2 separate regions of the Pan troglodytes genome follow, and region 1 is linked to region 2. The links are chromatin contacts, called in public Hi-C maps. All regions are on one chromosome and are shown on one strand. The core of a region is the stretch at or near the end of the contact, and the rest is flanking DNA. Distances in the headings are between cores, read along the strand shown.

Region 1 (4,012 bases), core at 704-3,203, 840 kb before region 2:
ATATTAGTAAGTAAGCAAAGAGAAGCAGCAGTGGCAACAGGCAGTATAATGCTGCTACATCTAAAGCCCAGCTTTAATTTAGGCAGGATTCCATTTGATTCTTTTTTTTTTTTTTTTTCTTTTCTGAGACGGAGTCTTGCTCTGTCACCCAGGCTGGAGTGCAGTGGTGTGATCTTGGCTCACTGCAAGCTCCGCCACCCGGGTTCACGCCATTCTGCTGCCTCAGCCTCCCAAGTAGCTGAGACTACAGGCACCCGCTACCATGCCTGGCTAATTTTTTTGTATTTTTAGTAGAGATGGGGTTTACACCGTGTTAGCCAGGATGGTCTTGATCTCCTGACTTCATGATCTGCCCGCCTTGGCCTCCCAAAGTGCTGGGATTACAGGCTTGAGCCACCGCCTCCAGCCTTGAATTTTTATAAATTATATAATTCTTTACTGACTCTAAAATGCCAAAGTGAGTATTTTTACCTTGATTTTCTTTTGCTCCTTTGACTTTGCACATTTGGAATGTTTTCCTCTCTTCTTTTCATTGAGAAAAATGTCAAAGCTAACCACTTTTCTCTCTCCCTGTGTGTGTGTGCATATGTTTGGCGGGGCATGGTTCTGTAAAAGGTCCGGTTTCTTTTCATGCATTAACCTTGGCTAATGACAGTTTCATTCACACTTGGGATATAGACAACTTACTTTTTTGTCTCCAGACCATCAGTGGCTATGTTCTAAGAGCATAAGCTTACTTTAAAATAAAGTTCAAAGTCCCAATGGAAAAGGGAATGATAGAACATACACAAATTTTCAAACTTGAAGAATTACATTTATCAAGTTTCCCTGAGATGACAAAGAGGTTGTGTTTTCTAACTCTATTATTCACTATGCATTTACATGTCATATTGGAATAAGTGACTTCAGCAATGACTTATCTGTCAATAAGTTAAAAGTCTCAAATCTTACACCTATATAACTTTCACTACTATGTTAAAAACCTATAAGAACACAGACGGTATCACTAATAATTTCCCCCAATTTATACATTATTAGAAAATTACATTATTTGAAAATTAAATGTTGATTACTACTGAGCAAAACTATTTTATGTCCTTATTTAAAATGAATTTACGTCTAAGCTAAGAAAATTATAAACAGGTTTTTGATATATGTAATATCCAGTAGGTCAATCTGAAGTCAAGTGGGATGTACAACAGTGTTTTGTTAAATGCGTAACAGATACACAGCATCCCTGGCCCAAGGCAGCAACAAGAAAACAAATTCTCCACTAATTTCCGTAATTCCCCTGGGGGCGGTATTACTCCTGTTCTGAACCACTGGCCTAGAGTTTCAGGGCAGCTGGGACTCTAGTAATGGCCATCAGACAATCTGGAGCTGGCTTCATATCAACACATCTGGAAAGTAGTGAAACTGGAAAATCTTGGAATTTGGCAAAAACACCTGAAGAGAATTATATTCTCAAGCCCCTGATACTTTCTGGGAAATCAAAAAATATCAAAATCCAGAACAATGTTTTAACCAGGACTAGCATTTCTGACCAAGTTTCTCTTTCCTCCTGTTCCTTTTCTAACTTCCAGACCAGTGGATATTTAAACATTGCGGGGCAACCTCTATTCATTCAGCTCCTGCTGCGTGCCAGGCATCCTGTGCACACTGTGAGCTCCTCCAAGAGGAAACTGGAACCCCAGCAGACAGATGGAGCCATGCTCGACCAGGCCCAAAGATTCCCTTACCCAGAAAACCACTTTTTCAAAAACACTTAATCTAATCCATGTCTGATGTGTACCAGGCTCTGCTGATAGCAGAGAGAGCATGTTGACATTGGCCTGGCAGACTCTATTTTTAGAAGCCCCCACCATGATTTTCCATGATGGGTAGCAGCCAGCTGATGGATGCACGGCACCTCAGAGGCAAAGAACGGCGTGGCGGGCAGTCACTAGGTGGCAGTGCCACACCAGTTTATCCCCACAGCTGCTCTGCAGAGTTCAGCCAGATCAGTGCTAGAGGAGGGCTGTGAGGTGATGTTGTGGGAATACCCTGCAGGGAAAGCCCCCATTCTGGGCACCCTGGAGAGGGTGTTCAACATGGGAAACAGAAGTCATGGCTGAAGCAAACAAGTCCCAGGCCATTCCTATGCCCAGTAGCCCTGGGGTGTTACCAAGAATTTTAAGGGTTAAGGGCTCTTCTAAGGGAAGAGTGCGTGTGTGTGTGTGTGTGTGTGTGTGTGTGTGTGTGTGTGTGTGTGTTTGGATGCTTACTCTATTCTAAATCCAATCTCAGGTAGCAGATCTGAGGAGGCAGCATCTGTACATTTCACCCCTCTGAGATTCTCAAGATCAAAGACCAGATCTTATCTCTTAAATCTGTAAGGAAAAAAAAAATCCCTGTGGATGTTTTTAACTAGGCAATGTTGGAAATGAACCTGCATTTGAAGATATAAAAGTCAGGGTCTTGTTCACTTGCTCTGAGACAAGAGGCAAGGAGGAACTGAGCTGGGTTCAGAGGTACTGCCCCACCTCTTGTTCTGCGTGACCCACAGCAGTGCATCCTAATGTCTGAGCCTCGCTTTTCTCTAAGAGAACAGACTGTCTACCTCACCAGGTGGCTGTGAGCACGGAGATAACAAAACGCTACCCAAGTCCTCATCAGTGTACAGACTGTGTGCTCTACATTCAGCAAGTTCTCTATTTACGTAAAAGTAGATACAAAGAAAAGTCATTACTTTTGGAAGCGGGCCTTCTTGCACAGAAGCAAGGTGACATACCTGAGGGCTGCTCAGAGTATGCGCAGCTTTGGTTTTGCTCCCTTCTACCCTACACTACGTTTTGCTGCCACTGCCAATGAGCACAGTAACTAGTATGACAAAGAGTGAAAAGAGGGCTGGAGAAGGAGAGGAGGGAGAGGAAGAGGTTAGTCAGAGGTCCCTTGGAAAGGCAGAAGCAACATGGGGGTGAGGGTACAGCAGGCCACAAAATGAAAGCAGGAAGAAAGTGGGAAGTTCAGTGACAAGAAGTCCAAATGAAAAAAGAAAGCTCACGATCGTTCTGTGCCATTTCATTTTTGGGCCCCCTCAGCTGCCTCTCCTCCTACCAACACTAGCACTTCAATCTCCAGGGTGGCAGGCCGAGGGAGGACGTACATCTCTATGTCTAGTATCAGTCACGTATTCCTGAGAATTTTTTGACAGGGCTTCTGTTTAGGGCTCTCAGTCAACTGAGAAAAAAATATGCGCCACTGATCCAAATCAACCAGCTTAAGGTGCCCCATCTACAGTACGCAGTTATCACAAATTGATTCTAAATTTTTAATTTTCAAAATACAGCAAATGAAAATTCCTACATAGAACAAACAATGACAAGAAGTCTAAGCCTCCAGCACTTCACAGTTTCAAGCTATGTTTCTAGGGAAGCAGAACATTCCTGAATGTCATTGCATTATTCCTCGGAGAGAGATAAGAAGCAGAGTCAGAAAACTGAGCCACCAAACCCAGCGAGCTGAGGGAGTTCTCAGATGAAGATGATTCCAGACAGGCTGAGGAGAATGAGCACAGATTTTCTGGGAAGGTCATTTTCAAGGTTTACCAGTTAAATTTTCCCACTTCAATTCTAAAAATTAGTCTTAGAATGCCTCCTAATTGCACCTTGCTTGATTCAGCATGAGCAGCTAAAATATAGACTTCAATGCCAAAATGTCAGGAACTGAATTAAAACACAGGTCTAGGTTCATGCAGGAGGAGCACAGTGTAGTGAACGAAGCTGTCTCAAACTCAAACCATCACCGCTAAGACCCACCAGTCCCCTACTCCATAAAGGCTTCAGAACACCCTTGTAGAGATCTGGAACTGACACAATATGTTGTGTTAAAGCCAGAAAAATATTTTTATACAGACAGAAAATAAGAAATGAAGGGAAGAAAAGAAGAGTTGGGTAACAAGAAAGGAAGAGATAGGGGAGCTGAAAGTGAGAAAGTGAATAAAAGAGTGAAAATAACTGCAAGTAAAATTTTG
Region 2 (4,331 bases), core at 1,470-3,969:
CAATCCCAGCACTTTGGGAGGCCGAGGTGGGTGGATCACGAGGTCAGGAGATCGAGACCACCCTGGCTAACAGGGTGAAACCCCATCTCTACTAAAAATACAAAAAAAGTTAGCCGGGTGTGGTGGCGAGCGCCTGTAGTCCCAGCTACTCGGGAGGCTGAGGCAGGAGAATGGTGTGAACCCGGGAGTCAGAGCTTGCATTGAGCCAAGATCACGCCACTGCACTCCAGCCTGGGCAACAGAGCAAGACTCTCTCTCATAAAAAAAAAAAAAGTACCACTCACTGAGAACTTACTATATATCAGGCAATATTATATTTCATTTAACTCCCACAACAACCCTAAGAGGTACATCTGTTATTATCCTCATTTTACATATGAGGAAACTGAGGCACAGATTTAAATTATAAGTTTATCAGAGGCAGAGCTGGAGCTTCAAACCTAGTGTTGCCTCTGGTGCCTGTGCTCTGAGTCTCCAGATTATGCTGCCTCTCTTATAAAACACATTTTTATTTTAAAGCATGTCCACTTCACTTTCTCTTTTAATCTTTGTTAACAAACCTCCAGGAGTTAGATTAGGTAGGAATCTCCACTTTAGTGGGAGGGGAGGGGATTTCCAAAGTGGAGCAAGAGATTTGCTACCCACACTCTTTTCATACAACAAAGTCACAGTTGATGAAATTAAAAATTAAAAACCAAATGAAATATAATAAAATATAAAATAGGATTCTTTTCTTATGCCACACACCAAATCAGCTCAGAATGGATTAAAGGCTTAAATGTAAGACCTGAAACTGCAAAACTCCAGACACAGAAAGAAAAATATTGCATGATCTCACTTATATGTGTAATCTTTAAAAAAAAAAAATGTCGAAGACACAAAGACAAAGAACAAAATGATGGTTACCAGAGGTGGGGTGGGGGAAAGAGGGAGGAAATAAGGAGATGCAGATCAAAGGATACAAAGTTGCAGATATGTAGAATGAATAAGTCTAGAGATCTAATGGAACGTGAGGACTATAGAAACTTCAGTGAAGTTTCTGGCTGAGCAGGTCAGGGTTCTGGCTGAAAGCAGATGGAAAGAGTGAAGAGTTATTAGTGAAAGGTCTGTTTACAAAGGAGTGAGTAGAGTTAAGGAAAAATAACAAGAGATAATGAAACACCCCATGACTAGCAATAACAGGAAGCTGCTATCATTCCTGGGCCTGATGAGCCAAAGGAAGGAACAACGAGTTACTGGAAACCGAGACTCCGGTAGCTGTAGGAGAGGGTGGTCATAAGCTGTGGCCTTCAGCAGAGGGTCAAGGACATGTAACCAAATACTCTATTTTTAATTTTTTAATCTTTTTCCATTTTCCTCCTTGCTTACTTTATGTTTAGATGCTTGAAAATTATATGGTAACCTTTGCTCTCTTTCCTTCCACCAGGCACTCCCTTGCACAATGTCCCCCTCATCTAATTATATGTTTTCTTGGAAGTTCACGGACTGAGTCTTGAAACAATCTAGGTACCTATGGAATTCTCCTCCTCCAGGAGATTACTCAAAGCTGCAGTTAGCTTTCACCCCGATTGTGCCTGGGATGGTGCCAGCCCATTCAACAGATGGGGCAATAACTCAAGGTAAGTCATCAGAGCAACTTACATAGACTGACTGGCACCTCCTTGCCCCTCTTGCATGCCCCTCCCACCACCAACCTCCCTTTTTAAGCCCTTGCATTCTATCCAGAAATTTGAAATGGTTCCTTTCAGGCACAAAACCTTGGTGATTCCTTTCCTTCCTTCCACCCCACCTTGTCCTTGATTTTTGACCTTGCAAGTGGCAAGTAGCTGAACCTGTGTTTGGTTTCAGACCCAGCCAATCTGCCCAGCTACTCAACAGATGTAGGGAAAGAAATTCTCCAGCTCTCTCTCCTTCCATCTATCCATCTCTTGCTGTTGCTTCCCATTGGCCAAACCTAACAGGAAATCAAAGAACATAAAGGTCAGCATATTGAGGCATAGGATAGTGGACCTGTACAGACAACAGTGATTATCCATCATCATGACCTTCACAATTGTTTACTGAAATTTAGCAGAGACAACCTTGAGTTTCAGATATAGCAAAGCTTGTCTATTGGTGCAAATGGAAAGGTTGGTTTTTAAAAGGCACTTTATTAATTTAATATTGTTAGCTTTGGTGGAAAGAAGTGTGAAGGAAGGGTACTTTGATTCCTGTCTTTTCTAGGCTGTGGCTGAGGACTGAGGAGCAAACATAATAGGGAAGTGGAGGGGAAAAGACATAGCAGTAGCTTTGGATACTGCTTAAAGACAATTTTGGAGGATTCATTTGGAAGGATTATCCTCCAGAAAGGTGGGTCCTGAGCACATGCGGTAGCACCATTTGGTGCCTTGGTTTAATGGTCTGAACATGAAGGATGCCACAGAACTCATTGAGGAAGACCCACTGCTTGTGAGAATCTCTCCAGCCACTTTTCCACAGTGCTCCCCTCTCGCAGCCCATGTGACTTGAGGCTTTCTCTATCTTCGTGTCTGGGAACTCCAAACACTAATATTTACAGCACATCTCTTAAGTGTTGTCAAAACTCCTTATTGTAAAGGAAAATTTTAAAGAATCTCAGGACCCCCAAACTCCTTATGCAAAAGGAAGCTTAAGCCTGAAGGCTGAGTCATGCAACATCCTCTTGCAAATGAATAGCTGCTACTAGCATTATGCATCAGCCAGATCGTCAAGGAGAGGTGGAGAAGTGAAAGGCCTCAGGCATCTAGGGAGGGCTGTCTCCACAGATCACTTATAAGTAAATTATTTGCTGGCCTCCCATAAACAAGGACATGCCAATTGTAACTGTGGGTCTACAGTCTAAGTCTAGTTCCTAAGACTAAAGTCTGTTATACATATCTTACCAGGTACAGAACAAAGACAAGATGAGGTCAGTCACTTCCTCCATCTACCCAGAAATGTCTGCATTATTGATTCTCCTTTACTCCTTTTTTTCTCTTCAGGGGTTCCCTTTATCCCATGTAAAATGTAGATTCACTGGCCACTAACTAAAGTCTCATAAGAATGTAACTGCCTACCTGTCTCTCTTCCAAATGCCGTAATCTCTTCCAAATTACATAAGAATGTAATTCATCTAACTGCCTACCTGTCTGTCTTCCAAATGCCTTCCCCTGCTTTAAGGAAATGTATAAATACGGAACTCCTGAAAACCTCTCTGAAAAACAATCAGAGAAGAACATATGTCTATGGCTTATTTTTTCCCAGAATACCCTAAAGCTGGCTTAATAAATCTAGATAGTTGAGACTATTACAGTAGGTAGCTAGTCAGGTGTATTAGTTCGTTTTCATGGTGCTGATAAAGACATACCTGAGACTGAGCAATTTACAAAAGAAAAAGGTTTAATTGGACTTACAGTTCCATGTGGCTGGGGAAGCCTCACATCATGGCGGAAGGCAAGGAGGAGCAAGTCATATCTTAACTAGATGGCAGCAGGCAAAAAATGAGGGAGCGTGTGCAGGAGAACACCTCTTTTTAAAACCATCAGATCTCGTGAGACTTATTCACTATCACAGGAACAGCATGGGAAAGATTTGCCCCCATGATTCAATTACCTCCCACCTGGCCTCTCCCACAACACGTGGGAATTCAAGATGAAATCTGGGTGGGGACACAGCCATGAGGCATGAGCAGGGCAAGAGAGGGCTCCCCTAACCACCACCAGGAATGCCAGGCAACCATCAGGTGATGGTCAGGCAGTTTGTCACATGGCCTCTCCAAAATGATAATTGGTCACAGCCTCTGCCAGAGAAAGGCAGTTTCCCATTAGATAAAAACAACTGAAACTGGCGATCAGCAGCTTCCCAATAAGATCTCAGGAATTGGGTGAGTGGGCTCAAGCATATGCATTAAGAGGCAAAATGGTGCAAATTAACTGGTATATGACTTTCTGGGGGCATTCCTCTGGAAAACGGAAGACTGCATCAGGTGAGCATGCTTACAACTCCAGTAAACATACTGCACATACTCACCTCCCAAGTGCTAGCAGCACCACACATGTGGGCAGCTCAGCCCAAAGGAAGAATCAAGGTAAAAGGGAGGCAAGACACTGGCAGCATATAAAACCCTAAGTCCAAGGTCAAACAGGGCACTTTACCTCCAACATTCCCACTTGACCCTCTTCTAAGTGTACTTTACTTTCTTTTCATTCCTGCTCTGAAACTTGCCTTGGTCTTTTCTTCTGCCTTATGCCCCTTAGTTGAATTCTTTCTTCTGAGGAGTCAAGAACTGAGGCTGCTGCAGACCCATACAGATTATCCAACAGTAACTGTGATAT

What was found. Hi-C and Micro-C count contacts between places; a contact is called where the count stands out from the background.
Region 1: a contact with region 2 is called in a Hi-C map of induced pluripotent stem cells, with 2.0 times the contacts expected there. The contact joins two enhancer-like sites. A contact is called at or near these places in 2 of 7 Hi-C or Micro-C datasets (induced pluripotent stem cells and stem cell-derived neural progenitor cells).

What each region holds. Positions count from the first base shown.
Region 1 is chr4:112,168,477-112,172,488 of NHGRI_mPanTro3-v2.0_pri, reverse strand. The region is part of intron 6 of KCNN2 (potassium calcium-activated channel subfamily N member 2); the gene reads right to left. All of the region lies in intron 9 of LOC107974810 (a long non-coding RNA gene), which reads left to right. Among named protein-coding and RNA genes, the nearest start is that of KCNN2, 400 kb to the right of the region's middle. Within about 2 kb of position 1,953, at least 6 of the 24 cell types and tissues checked have an H3K27ac peak or open chromatin away from gene starts, as enhancers often do. A contact at or near this core is called in induced pluripotent stem cells, where this site is marked.
Region 2 is chr4:111,330,814-111,335,144 of NHGRI_mPanTro3-v2.0_pri, reverse strand. No RefSeq gene overlaps it. Among named protein-coding and RNA genes, the nearest start is that of YTHDC2, 100 kb to the right of the region's middle. Within about 2 kb of position 2,719, at least 1 of the 24 cell types and tissues checked has an H3K27ac peak or open chromatin away from gene starts, as enhancers often do. A contact at or near this core is called in induced pluripotent stem cells, where this site is marked.